Regions from separate parts of the Xenopus laevis genome. Here region 2 is linked to region 1. A link is a contact called in public Hi-C data. All regions are on one chromosome and are shown on one strand. The core of a region is the stretch at or near the end of the contact, and the rest is flanking DNA. Distances in the headings are between cores, read along the strand shown.

Region 1 (7,709 bases), core at 3,793-6,292:
CCAGGAAGTCAATCAGAGGTTGATCAGAAGAGGTAGTCGGAATTCAGGCAGGGGTCAGGATCCAGAAGTCAGAATAGTCAAAAGCCAGGCAGGGGTCACAACAGGAATCAAACAGGTTCAAAAAGCAGAATAGCAAACGCTAAGAAGCACCAGGAACAGGCACACGCGGCCTACTAACTGAGACCGCACTGCGAGGTGGGCGTCCCCGCTGAGGGGGCGGTAGGCGTCGCTGCCGTCCCCCCACTAGACCACCAGGTAAGTTCCTCACACTATGTTTGCCAGTGGATAAAAGAAAGTACTGAAGCTTTATGGAATTACCACCTTAATGCTGACCAGTACTAGATTCTGCCCCCACTGCCAGGAAGAGGTTATACGAGTTCAGTTAATTTTGAAAAAGTTGTCCTTAAATCTTGGCTTAATGTTGTAATGTCTGCTGTTTGTACTGTAAAAGAGGAAAATACTAGAGTGCACCCATGTTATGTCTTCATGGATATGTATCGTGCCCTAACAGTTGTAAACAGCATTTCTCCAGTAGGCACCATTCCAATGAAAACAAATGAAACATTCCCCATGCCTTTTTATTGGAAATAGAGAAAAGTGCGGACCTTGATAGTTAAATAAAACTTGTGATCAGTGGAGCAAAGCCAAGCATAATATATACAGAACATGTATTCCCAATGATTATTTTGGGTAACAAAAGGGACAGGACTTCACACTGTCCCCTGAGGTTTAGGTATTTTTTACGCAGTTTCTCCTGTATTTGAACACCAAAGTGCTCCTTTGATTCACCCGGGCAGCTATGTCCCTTTTCCTGTGTCCATTGTAGTTCAAAGTTTGCCCAGTAAGAGGATGTGTTTAAAAGAAGGGAGAGCACATGCTTAAGACTCTTCCTGAACTCCCACCATGAGGGGAGGTGAGTGCAGTATTGGGTCTGGACAGTATCAGGCCCCAATTAAGGGAAAGTTTATTTAGTGGTAGTAGTTTTATGTCAAAGTCACTTTTGGATCGAAAGGTAGCAGCAAATTAGCTAGTGAGCAGCTTTCTGGCTCCAATTGGGGTTAGCACCCTTATCATGATCAAGCTGCCATACAGGGACACTAGTGGGTGAGCTCAGGAGCAGGGAAAGAGCGAAGGAGCAAGATGTCCCGTGGGATTCCTAGTGCTGGGGAACATCACCAAGAGAGGCTGTGCTACACCCTTAGAGGGATCTATTTGCGACATCCTAAAGTGTCAAGGTTTTCCATTGTCTGCCTGAAATGCTCTGATCAAGACGGTCTGATGTGTTCAATAAACCCGTTAATTTTTAAAGAAGCAATATGCCTGCTCTTCATTACAATCTAGTAGGTCTGTGTAACAGAAGGCAAGCAGGATTCATCTGAGGGTAAGGGCCATTACCCTTACACACTGCAGGGAGTTGCCCACAGCTTAAGGGTATCCGGGGCACATGATCAGCAAGTCACACACCTTACACACTTTGGATACTATGTGTTTATTGCGAAGGGAGAGTCATGTTGCTTCTCATGTGCTGTTGATAAATGAAATTAAAAACACATGACCATACTTTATGATATGTTGCCATTTTTATAACCTTTTGAGCTAAAAATAAATAGTTGAGCCTGGGGTAAAGAAAATGCTGGTATAACAGCAGCATTAAAGCTACAACTCCCAGTATCCCCAAGTCCTTACTCTGATGGTGAAAGACTGATGATCAATTCATAAATCTACAAGGTGGTAGCATGAACTTCATGGAGTGTAGTGAAAAGCTTGAACCAGTAACTACAGTATATACTTAAAGGAGTCCTTTAAATGAAGACAGACCCTTAGGAACCCTCTAAGTGAAAAGGGCACATCATGGTACGAAAACAGTACGGGCAAGGTGACGGATGCTACAGATCTGAAGACAATAAATAAATAGAAGGTGGATTGCAAAAACCAATATATTTAAAAATAGAATTTATTATACAATCACTAAAACAGTGGCCGGCCAGGAAACACAATATATAATTTAAAAAAGGTAAAACATAAAAGATGGAAAGTACTTGAAAAAAGTCTTTATTTCTGATGAATCATCGGAAAACAACTGAACTGAAAAAAAGTGTTTGGACAACCCCTTGGAAGCGAACCACAGCCCTTCAAAGAATAGTCAATCTATTGACATTTTAAGATCTGCCCAAGAAGCTTTGCAGGATGAAATCCAACCTTGATATTTTTCATTCCGTATCTACTGGAAAATTATAGTCTATAACTGACTGTTTTAACTGTGTTTTTCCAAACTCCTGTTTTTTTTGTATAAGCTGCATGTCACGCCAACAAATATTTTATCTAACATGACTGGTAGTGCAGTTCCATGAATAAACACAATAAATAGAGCTGCAGTTGTTTCACAATCTGCTTCTATTATTAACTCAAGGCAGTGCAGCCTCAAATACTAAGAATATCCTATAAACAAAAATTAATTAAATCAACAAAAAAATTTTTGGTTTTTTATCAGGTCATTGCTTTTCTGACACTGGTTTAGAATAAAAATTATCTTTGCATCTGTATAAAATATCTTTACTAATAATATATTATTATGAATCTATATTTGCAACAATATACTCACTGTATGGGGTTACCTTTATGAGATGTTATGCTTTGAAGGTATTTGAATATAGAGACCAGGCATTCTGAGTGCATCCTGTGCCCACCATTGCTCCCTAAACACAGGTTTGAACTGGGCCGGTATGAAAAATAAAGTTTCAGCTTCTCAATAGCAGCAATGATCCAGGACTTCAAACCAGTCTCAGGAGATCACCATCTTGGAAAGTGTCTGTGACACTCACATGCTCAGTGGGCTCTGAGCAGCTGTTGAGAAGATAAGCTTAGAGGTCGTCACTAATTATCAAGCAGAAAATGAGGTTGGTCTGTAATATAAGATGATGCTACAAGGCTTATAATTTATGCTGATGCTAGTTGCACTGGTTTATGGGCTGCCATGTAGTAATTATCTGTATTAATTACTAATCAGCCTTATTATGACATTTATATTCTGTATATACAGTATATTGTAAGTTGGTTCCTAAGTTCAGTAACTGAGAGCAGCACAGAGCATGTGCAGTGAATCAACAGAAAAGAAGATGGGGAGCTACTGGAGCATTTTTGGAGGCCTAAATCGACAGTCGAGCTTAATTTCTCCTTTAAGATCTACAATTATTTTAGTATATAGAAGATATCAGTATATACAGTTTATATATATTATATATTTATATATGTGCATAGATAGTTCTGTATAGGTATGTGTATATATCTATAAAATATTAACTGAGATTAATTTGAATTTGATCAAATTTTGTCTTTTTTAAACCTAAATTAACTATGTAATATCTGACTTGTATAGAGAGGAAGAGGCTGTGCTGTATTCATCTGTAAAGCTGGCCATAGATGTAAAGATTTTTAAAAGATCTTTTCATTACCGTGAGACCACGATTATCTCGAAACGATTGTTTAAATGTACGATTTGTCCATCAACTAAAAAGACTATTCAAGTAATACTGCCAGGAAAACTGAGGGTAGCTGCCTGCTTGGCCCTGCAAACATAGATAGCTTGCACTGGGACTAAAAAAAAATGTTTTAACCTGGCAGATCAATTTTCTGACAGATGGACTAAAAATCATAAGATGACAATCGTTTGATTCCCGCTAACCTCATGATATTTGAAGAATTGGTCGGATTGCACTGAAATCGTTCATTCACCAACGAAAGATCTTTGTGTCTATGGGGACCTTTAGTTGCAGGTCTTTATGCTCCATTATGAATGGCAAAGTCCTGCATCTCTAGGCGCTAAGGATGGCCATACACGGGCCGATAAAAGCTGCCAACAGACCGAGTCGGCAGCTTATTGGCCAGTGTATCAGGCCCCCCCGACGGGCTTCCCCAATCGAGATCTGGCCGAAAGTCGACCAGATCTCGATCGGATGGGACTAAAAATCCCGTCGGATCGCGGCCGTGATCTTAAAATGTCGGATCGCGGCCGCATATGTTCGTTGATGCGGTCCCGCATCCCGACCACCCGTTCCCATTCGCTAGGGCCCACGATCGGATCAGCCCGATATTGCCCACCTCAAGGTGGGCATATCAGAGAGAGATCCGCTCGTTTGGCGACATCGCCAAACGAGCGGATCTCTCCGTGTATGGCCAATTTAAGTGTACCACAGGGTGCAAAATGCAGGAAAGACCTGTTTGTTTGCACTTTGCACCCTGCCCATGTAGTAAGTGAGGCCTGCTTTGCTTACTGTGCTGGTAGCAGCAAGGCTGATGACATTTGTATTATTTTCCTTTATGTGAATAACAAAGCACCAGTGAATTTAAGGTAAGTTTCATACTGTTCTAAGCATAATATACAGAGAGCCTATTCTTTTACTTCTGTTATGAAGTAAGCATTTACAGAAAGTGCAAATTCTTGGCATAAATGTGGTTTCAGGGAATGTGCAAAAAACTGTGAGATAGGTTTGGCCTCAAAAACAAGTGCAGAGAAACAAAAGTGTCAGATTACCTGTCTCAGATTGCAATACTATGTCGGGATATTCCTTCTATGTTTATATATAGAGAGAGGAATATATATGTATCATTGTGGTATAAAATAAATCCAGCACATAGGGTCACATTTAAAAACTAACTTTACCAAAGTTTGCATCATTACATGGTAAATGCACTTAATTTCAAGTAATGTGCCTAATTTTTGCAATACAATTGTAGTGGCAAAATTACTTTTGGTGAAAAAATGCATTGGCTCTGCAGTAGGGTTGCAACCTCACTGGCATTTCACCAGCCTATCCAATAAAATACCTGCCGAGGCCGGCGCTAATACCACAAATGTACCAGACTGACCCAATTCCCAGCCAATCTCCCTTATCTTGCTCTTACCCAGACAGTCCCCGAACCCTTACTACTTACTAGTTATCTAATCACTGCCTTATGCTCTCATCAGTGGCATAGTATCACCAGGGCCGTTTTAAGGCCTTGGTGGGCCCTGTGGAAAGAGTCAACTAGTGGGCCCTCCAACTTTTTTTAAACCGGTCCCGCCTCCCTGTGTTTCCTCCCTCCATCGTCCTCCCTGTGTGCCTCCCCTCCCTCCATCTTCCTCCCTCCCTGTGTCCCCTCCTTCCGTTTTCCTCCCTGCATGCGCCCCCTCCCTCCATCTTCCTCCCTCCCTGTGACCCCTCCTTCCGTCTTACGCCCTGTGTACCTCCCCTCCCTCCATCTTCCTCCCTCCCTGTGTCCCCTACTTCCGTCTTCCTCCTTGCGTGCGTCCCCTCCCTCCATCTTCCTCCCTCCCTGTGTCTCGCCCCGCCCCCTCTATTTTTTGGCGCAGTGGGCCCCCAAAAGCAGTGGACCCTGGACAGACGCCCTTTAATTTGCATTGTTAAAGCGGCCCTGAGTCCCACCTCTTTTTAAACCATAACTCCACCCATTTGTCCTGCCCCCTCCTCTACATCATCACTCCCTTTTTCAATTGTCTCTAGCAAAAGGTGGCAACCCTACTCTGCAGTGGCATAAATGTAAAATGATTTATTGTACTTGTATTTTAATAAATGCAAATTAAATTTTTATTTCTTATTTACAATGAAAGTTTGTCATTTCTCACTATTAAATATGCCACTAAGTGAGCCTCAGGTACTCCAGTGTCCTAGTCGGTACATTCAAAGGTGGTGTTGCTTGTCATATTATCATGATTCCATATGACAAGCGTGGAAATGATGGCTTTGACCAGTTTCTTTTATATATTCTCCCCCTTAGACTTAAAGGCATAGTTTATCTTAATTTTATGTTATTTTATAGAATAGTACTAGAAACATTTCTATTGCCTTCATGGTTTTTGTTTTTTATTTTTAAAACGATATGCTTTCCTCTTCCGTCTCTTTCTAGATTGCAATATAAAATGTTAGCTGATTGCTGGGGCCATTCACTCCAGCAACAAAATATATGATGCTCCTAACTCTGACAACTGCATGACGGTGTTAGGTTCCCATCTAGTGGAACTGTACAGTATTGTAATGCTACGTCTCCAGTACAGTTCTATTATTTTACTTTGTATATTATCCAGGGAATTGGTATTTTAGCTCCTCTTTTCACTTTATTTGTGCCATGATATATATGAGGTATATAATATGAGCTTACCCAGCTTACTTAACTACTTAAATATACAATGAATCTGTGATGCCATGAATTGTATTTGGCACCAAGTTTGAACCACTGGGTTTATAGGTTGTGGTGATGTCTTGCTGGTCATAAACATCTTGAGAAAGATCTCCTGAGAGGGACCAAACTTTGACACAATAAATATTTGACAGAGGCAAAAAAAGAAACAATGTAGAGCACACTGCCTCATAAAATAAGACTATTATTTACTGATCCATTAAAAAATGCAGATGGCTGCTGTGAAATTAACGTCTAACACGTTTCAGGAATACCCTTCATCATAGACAATACATGTTTGAATAAATTGGAGTGCAAATTGCACTGGATTGTACATACTTAATCTTGTAGCTGGGAATGCTCCTCTATTTTATCCTGAAATATATATATATAATTATTATTATTATTATTAACATGTATTTATATAGCGCCAACATATTGCGTAGCGCTGTAAAGTAAATGTGATTATACAACTAAATCACATGATTTATACACATAGAATATATGGAGTTACATACATCACAATCAATACCGGTACAAAAGGTGAGGAAGGCCCTATGCAAAAGAGCATACACTCTAAAGGGAAGGGAGTAATACACAAGGTGTGGGAGTGGGGCAAGATCGAATTAAGTGGGTGAGAAATGTGGTACTGTATGTGGTGTTGCATTTGGTAGTTAAGCAGAATGAGGATAGGCTTCTCGAAAGAAGTGCGTTTTAAGAGATTTCTTGAAAGCAGAAAGGTTGGGAGAAAGTCGGACAGACCGTGGGAGAGAGTTCCAGAGGAGGGGTGCAGCCCTTGCAAAGTCTTGATATATATATTGAACCTGGGCTTTGATGAATAACAGGGCTTGGCCTTTCTTCCAAAATGATATAGTTTATTATTGTGTTATGTATAGTTTAACATTTATACTCTATTTACACTCTACTTAAAAAGCTCCTGAAGTTACATAGGTGTGCCAGCAGTAGGCAGCTTGCTGGATTTTAATAATGAATTAATTTCCTTCACGTTACCTAACATTATCTTAATACCTAGTTACTGTCTCCAGAGGCCAGACCGATTTACTGACAAGACAATTTAGCCGAGAACAAGAGCAGGATCTGCTGTATGGTAGTTACACCTCTGTCTGATTTGACTATAGCAAGTCTTCTACCCCTTAAACACAAACTGAATTACATTATTCTGCACTATGCAGCTTTAACAACCTACATTAAATGTGTTTGTTCTACATTGATATACTGTACATCTGAGCACTGTGATGTGATTAGACTCTGCTTATGTGAGTGGTCTCAGACTGAACAGAACGTGGAATTAGTGCCAATGTGTGAGTAGCAAAGCCAGGGGCTCTGTGCCAATGAGGCGAGTCGAGAAACTTGCAGTTCCCCAACAGTTACCAAAGACAGCAAAAAGCCATTCCAGGTAACTTTGACAGCCAAATTTGTGGTTATTAACCCTACTTAATATAACAAAAACAAATTAAGCAACATTTTATAGAGACTGTTTGACTGATTGTCACTCAGACCAGTTTTTGCTGTAG
Region 2 (7,709 bases), core at 3,612-6,111, 38 kb before region 1:
CCACATGGTACATATCTGTTCAGTGAGCTTGCAATTGATTCTCAGCATTCAGCTCAGATTCAAAAGCAACAGATATGACCCATGTGACCTCCCCTCAAGTCTCTGGGAAACAGAGAGTAAAATCGTGGAACAGGCTGTGACAGTACCAAAAACAGGAGCCAAGAGTGTAGTCAGGATAAACAAGCCGGGGTCAAAAACCAAATCGGTAACACAGTACAAAGTTAGGATCCAAAAGAGTGGTCAAACAGGCAAGAGTCGGTTAGGAACAGAAAATCAGATGAGAATCACACCCAGAAATAGACCTACGTTGGGCAATGAGTCAGATCAGTGTATCTGATTTTATAACCAGACTAATGGCTTTCACAGATCACCTGTGGCCAGATTGGCAACAGGTGAAACAAGCTATTCTTACTTGCAGTTACAAAGCATAGCCTGAGTAAACCAGGGCCTTAGCCGACTGTTCACATAGAGCAGTGGCAATGCAGACGGCACAAGAGCACCAGGTCCCCAATTCAACTCCAGGCAGGTTATTACAAAAAGTCTTTATTGGTAATGACAGCTTCAAAACACCCCCTGTATGGAGCTACTAAATGCTTGCCATTCTAGCAGCTTTATTTTCTCTCTGAAACCAATGCACAGTTTTTTTGGCTGTGTGTTTGGGATCATTGCCTTGCTGAAATGTCCACCCTCTTTTCATCTTCAGCATCCTGGTAGGTGGCAGCAGCTTCTTATCAAGAATGTCCTGGTACATTTCTTCATTCATCCTTCCTTCAATTATATGAAAATAGCCCCACACCAGAAAGATCCCACCTCCAAACGTCACTGTTAATATGGGGTTTTTGTGGTGATGTGTAATGCCATTTCTCCTCCATACATGGTGTGTGCAATGACGTCCAAAGACTTCAATTTTGGTCTCATCTGACCAGAATATATTCTTCCAGAATTTCATTGGCTTGTCCAAATGTTGTGCAGCAAACTTTAAACGGACTTCAACATGCTTTTTCTTCTGCAGTTGGGTCTCGCACGTTGAGTATGCATAGAGGCAATGTAGCCTGTGCATTGCTTAATGTTTTCTTTGAAACAAGAGTACCTGCTAATTCAAGCTCTTTCTGAAGCTCTACACAAGCGATTCTTGGACAACTCTACTGGTTATTCTTTTGACTCCTCTGTCAGAAATCTTTCGAGGAGCATCTGGTCATGGCCAATTTAGAGTTTAGAATAATGTTCTTTCCACTTCCGGATTATGGCCCCAATGGTGCTCACGGTAAAATTCAGAAGCTTAGAAATGTGTGTAACTAATGCCATCAGTATATTTCACAACAATGACTGCGAAAGTCTTGAGAGAGCTCTTTGCTTTTATCCATGAGATGCTTTTTGTGTGATACCTTAGTAATGAAAAAGAAATCTTTTTATAGTCAATTAGGACGAAACCAGCTGATAATTTTCACAGATAGGGGGTAGGATTGCTTTACGGACAGATTTCAGCAGGTTTCTTGGCTTTCCATGCCTTTTTGCACCTCCTTTTGTTATGTGTTCAATACTTATGACGTGTCATTCCACTTTATTACACAATTTATGGACTGTTTGAGTTCTTTGTATGTGTGGATTACTTGGGTTGTTATCGACATCTGGTGTAAATTTCATGTCAATAGCCCTATTAGAAATATATTTACTGAAAAAAAGGTTGACATGTTCAATACTTATCTTCCCTGCAGTATTTTGGCGATATGCAAGCGACTTCGGAATGCCGAAGCAATCCGACTGCCATTCCTCCGGCGATTTACATTCTAGCCGGCAGGAAGGCAGTTTGAGGAGATTAGTGGATCGAAGAAGAAGCAATTTGTCGCTGGGCAATTAATCTCCCGAAATAACAGTGTGCCCTGGCCCTAAAGGGGAAGGTCACATTTAAATTATACTGTAATTCATAAAATCCAAAGTATGCTACAGATAAACCATTTCATATGAGTAGTTTTGAGGATTTTCAATTAAAGTTCCCATTTCAGGTCCATTTGGTCAGGAACCCCTTGGCTCACACTACGATGACATGTATGTGGACTCAAAATATGGACTAAATGTGACCCTTTAAAAGATTTTTTTTGGATCCAAGTCTGCCCAAGGTAGCCATAAACGTTATACAGGTATGGGACCGCTTATCCAGAATGATCGGGACCTGGGGTTTCCCAGATAATGGATCTTTCCGTAATTTGGATTATCATACCTTACCTCTACTAGAGAATCATTTAAACATTAAATAAACCCAATAACCTGGCTTTGCTTCCAATAAGGATTCAGCTTATCCAGGGTTTCACCAGGCCAAACCTCCTGAGGTCCAATACACAGGCCTATAAAGTACAGAGTCTGGAAAGGAAGCAATTAATTTTTATCAGCCCATGTATGGCCAACTTAAGATCCATTGGTAGTGCTTGTGATAATATAGCTTATTATATAGCATTATGCTTGAACGTATATTAATATCCCCCCCCCCACATTGCTCCAACAAATGGTATGCAACCGATAACCTTTGCTCTGTTTAATGCTAAGTGTAGCCAGACAGCATTCTTTGGTATTTGACCCCCACTGTGAGGGCAAACAATCCCAGGACCCTCTATAACAAAATACCCAAGATTTGTGCACGGTCTGGATTCTATATGCAGACTAAACTGGGCACCTCATTGTTCAAGCAGTCTTAGCTGTGATTGGCACTATCATAATTCAGGGCTGGATTGGTACCTATAATGGCCCACTCAAAAAGTAATGTTAATTGGCCCCTCTGGAAGCTGCATTTGTGGTTGGCAGAAAGACTCAAACCCTGTTTTGTGTTTACGACAGGGAGGGTTCCTTTTATGGCTTACAAAGCTGGCTAACAAGATATCTAAATTGTTAGTCTTTCTTTTTATATATACATGGAAGATCACAGAGATGGCCCGGCTGTAAACAATCACAGCTGTACCCACATGTTCCAGTAACCAGCTATAGCAGTGCCCAACCCTGGCATCATTTACAGGCAGAACCACTAGGTGCAGGCTGGCTTCCATCTAGACTTTGAGGAAAACCTGTAATTTTGAAGATACCATGCGACAATAAAGATCCTCATTCTCTAAAGGAGTTGTGTGTGCGCGCGAGTCCTACCCTATGCCAACGTCCTCTTACAGCTTTGTCCCATTACACTGCTTGCATACAGAATATTTAGTCACCGTTAGTGAACAAAAGCACTTTTCAAGAAGTGTATCTGAGGTAGTCATAAGCTGTTCAAGAAGAAAGTTTTTTTAGTTTTGATATTGTACAGGTATTATTAGTACTAGCATCCTTACACATAACAGTTCAATATGTAAATGCGCTGCTACCAAAATGCAATGATAAGGTGCAGGGATTCTGGAAGAGATATAAGGTCATACTGCAGAGCTGATCTCAAAATACCATGCACAGGAGGGCAAGTGAAGCAGAACAAACATTTTTAAATGAAGTCACACGAAGTGTGACAAAGCTATTGGGCATCAGGCACACCTCCAAAATTGGGCAAAATCGTAATGCATCAGCAGGGAAAGTGCTTTTCCTTGTAGTTTGTATTTTTAAGCTAAAGCATGTCCGTGAACCAGTTAAATACAGATATGGGATTCATTTTCCAGAAAGCTCAGAATTACAGAATGTCCATCTCCCATAGACTCCATTTTATTTAAATAGTTACATAGTTCCTTTTTCTCTATAATAAACAGTACCTTGTACTTGATGCAAACAATGATATACATAATCCTATTGAAAGCAAAAACAGTCTGTTGGGTTTATTTAATGTTTACATGATTTTCTAGTAGATGTAAAGGAGAAGGAAAGGTTAAAACGTAAATCTGTCAAAAGCAACACTGCATTTCTTTCCTTCTATTGTGTACACATGGGCTTCTGTATCAGACTTCCTGCCTTCAGCTTAAACCTCATTGCCCCAGGCGTGACCATGCTCAGTTTGCTCCTCTTTCCTCACCCCCTCTTTCTCTGCTGTAATCGGAGCCCAGAGCTATAATTGAGAAGGGAGAGACTAAGGCAGGAAGTGATGTCACAGCAAGCTAATACTGCCGCTGCTATCCTAAACAAACAGAGAGCTGTTAGAGCGGGTTACTCAGGTATGGTAAAACATTCTACAGAATAAATATAGCATTCTAGCTTGCACTATTGTGGCTAATCTATAGGCAATAAAATGCCCCAATAGATTTCCTTCTCCTTTAAGGTATGAAGATCCAAATTACAGAAAGATCAGTAATCTGGAAAACCCCAGGTCCAGAGCATTCTGGACAACAGGTCCCATACATGTACACAAGCAGCCAGCAGGTTAAGGTAAGAGGGGATCCTACAAGAGGTTTTAGATGATCAAACACACTGTGGCAAAGTGTTTGTTCTGCTTCACTTGCCCTCCTGAGACTGGTATTTTGAAATAAGCTCAATGCACACATTTATCATAGTGTCCAGCCTGCGGCCTTCCAAATGCTGAAGGGCTACAACTCCCAAAACAGGGGGAGGGGCTGTAAACTAGTTCTAATACCTCAGGCTATTGCACATACAACGCAGGTTATCTCGTCTCTAACGCAGCCTCGTCCTCTAACAGAGCCCAATTCTAGTACAGGAAAACTCCATTAACCAAAGGCCAAGGCACAGCGGCCTAGTCAATGCAATTCAAACATTCGCCCCAACCCGCACAATCTCATAATACCTTTGAATAAATAATCGTATTCGTCATCTCTGGCTCCCATTTTTTCCTAGAGATCTTCTCCCGGTTAACAAACCAGCGACCGTCCAGGTGAAACAGCGATACTAACACTAAATTCAGAGGCAGAACAAAATGTTTGAACGACCGGCGAAATACCCAATCCTAAACCACAACACTAAAACAGACGGATTAAATGAGAGTCACGAGAGCCAATAACAGCAGGGCTAGGCTCTTTCCTCTCCCCTTGAAGGGCGGGTTAAATTCATAAGTGACCAGGGTGACAGCCTTTCATGTAGCGTTTATGACGAAACGGAAGGGATAAAAAAAATGAAGATATTACTGGCTAGTCGAGTTGCAGGAAAGGCGTACCGCGTAGGTTAAACCAATAACAGCTCGGCGAGATGTGATCGATAGGCCAATTGGCCAATGGGAGAGACTGATAACGAGCTGCAGGTATGGGTTGTGTTATGTGGGCTTCTATCCATTGAGGAGTGGTATGTGGTCTGGGCTCGGATAGTTCTGCATTCCTTTGCCACTGTTTTTCCTGCTGCACAGCATTAGTTTCATAAACAAACCATTGTTCTCCTGCTCTCCTCCAGTACCTCATTCAGCTTAGTCATTGAATGTACATGTATTTATTCTGTACAGGTTTTCTATCGTTATGGGGTGTGCACATAATCGCCACATACCCTAAACCAGGGATCCCCAACCTTTTGAACCCGTGAGCAACATTCAGAAGTAAAAGGAGTTGGGGAGCAACATTAACATTAAAAATGTTATTGGGGTCCCAAATAAGTGCTGTGATTGGCCATTTTGCAGCCCCTATGTGGATTGTCAACCTACATTGAGGCTCTTTTTGGCATTACACCTGGATTTTATGCAACCAGAACTTGCCTCCAAGTCAGCAATTTAAAAATAAGCACCTGCTCTGAGGCCACCGAGAGCAACATCCAAGGGGGTGGAGAGCAACATGTTGCTCACGAGCTACTGGTTGGGGATCACTGCCCTAAACCAAAGAGCAATGTTGGTGAAGGGATGTGACCAACATTTCTGACTTGTTTTCCTGCTTCCTTATTATTTCCTCACATGTTACTAATTCATTTGTGGCTGTACAACTCTGAAGGACTTCAGTCAACGCCTAAATACAATATAAGGTGGTGGCAGCTTCCAAATCCTCAATAAACTAAGACACCGCCACTTACCTGTATGTGTTTTTTATATAGCTGAACTAGTTGAACTAATTTAGAAAATATACGCAAGATAATTGTTTGCCAAATGTCACTCAGATATGACAAATGCTATTTTGAAGTATTTTTCCTAAAATAATTTTTTTTAAAAACATGTTATATATTACATGTGTGCATTTATTCCTTAAAGGCGACCCGTCACCCAAAAAAATTGTTCATAATCCTATTTTATCACATCAGTCAAGCAAAATGAACTTTAATTACACTATATAAATTAATTGAATCTTGTTTCCTTCAGTCTGGGAATTCAAAATTATAGCAAGCAGGCAGGAGCCATTTTGTGGACACTTTTATTAAGACAAGCTTTGCATCAAGAATCTTGTTTGTGCACTAGAATGGGGGACCTGATGTCCATCCCCATGCCCTGGCTACACAATTAAACAGTGAAGAGAACGGGGGAATGTGGGGAGAGCAGAGATTTCTAGGTAGTGCTGAATGGAAAGTGAAAGTAACTGTCTGCCGGGCATAGAGGCGGGACAGACAATATTTGATTGTCAGCTGAGATGTTTAAATGAACTTACAACCGCTATGAATGCTTTAATAAAAAATAGAAATTGGATTTCATGTTTGATTTGAAAAGGACTTTTATTATACAGCTTTTTGTGTCTGGGTGACACTTATAATTGGAAGAAATCAATATTCATTTACTTTTGCTAAAGGAAAGCCCACATACATTGGTTCAAGGATGTCATAGTATATACTAACCACTAACTAATAAAAGGAGATGGAGTGACATTTGATAGGCCAGCACCATTAGTTGCAATTATGCACAGTTTTTTCTTACCATAACTGTATGATTATTTATATATGTGCCCCTTAAAACTTAGAGGCAGATTTATCAAGGGTCACATTGAAAATTCAAATTTTTTATGGTCAAATTAGACTAGGCAGGTATTCAAATTAGAATTCAGTTTTTATAAAAATTTGAATTTGAGACTTATCATACTCTGACCCTTTAAGAACTCGAATTCCACTATTTGCCATCTAAAACCTGCCAAATTGCTGTTTTAAGTAAATGGGAGAGGGCCAGGAATCAATTTTGAGTTGTTTGCAGCCTTCCTGAAATTAAAGTTTTGTTTTGGAGAATCGAGTTTTTTTTAATTTGAATCGAATTTTATTCGAGTTTTCCGGTCGATTCTATTCATCCGAGTTTTAGAAATTTTGTTTTAATAATAAATTTCGATTGGTCGAATTTCGAGTTCATGGGAGTTTTAAAACAACTCATATGAAATCGAAATTTGACCCTTGATAAATGTGCCTCTTAATGTACTCATAATAAAATATGCATTGTAGCTCTCTTGGCTTCCACTGATTAGTTACCAGGCAGTAACCAATCAGTGACCTGAGGGGGCCACATAGGTCATAACTGTTTGCTTTTGAATCTGAGCTGCATGCTAAGGATCAATTGCAAACTCACTGAACAGTTATGTTCCTTGTGGCCCTCTATAGTCGCTGACTTACTCAGAGTTAGAGAGATGAAAATCAGGAAGTAGTGTTCTGGCTATTATGTTAGACTTCCAGTCACTCCAGCCTTTATACATTATATTTTTGGCTAACTAACTATATTAGAAACATTTTTTCATTTCAAACCTGGAGACATAGGTACATTGCTGGCAGTATGTCTGCCCCTGCCAAGAACATAGTAACTGACTGAGCCAGAAATTGTACTATTGTAAAATGGACAAAACACCACACATTGTAGCAGCGCACTCTGATGTCTTTAAAGAATCGCACACTCACAAATGGACAAAAGGTGTCAGCAGTGAGTT

Evidence for each region. Hi-C and Micro-C count contacts between places; a contact is called where the count stands out from the background.
Region 2: a contact with region 1 is called in a Hi-C map of the XL177 cell line, with 2.9 times the contacts expected there. The contact joins the promoter of rab11b.1.S here to the enhancer-like site in region 1. A contact is called at or near these places in 2 of 4 Hi-C or Micro-C datasets (the XL177 cell line and the XTC cell line).

Annotation. Positions count from the first base shown.
Region 1 is chr1S:92,014,409-92,022,117 of Xenopus_laevis_v10.1, reverse strand. No RefSeq gene overlaps it. Among protein-coding and RNA genes, the nearest start is that of angptl4.S, 19 kb to the left of the region's middle. Within about 2 kb of position 5,042, at least 1 of the 7 cell types and tissues checked has an H3K27ac peak or open chromatin away from gene starts, as enhancers often do.
Region 2 is chr1S:92,052,314-92,060,022 of Xenopus_laevis_v10.1, reverse strand. rab11b.1.S (RAB11B, member RAS oncogene family, gene 1 S homeolog) reads right to left here and starts at 4,861. Exons shown (of 5, transcript NM_001086663.1): 1 at 4,697-4,861. The coding sequence starts at 4,736.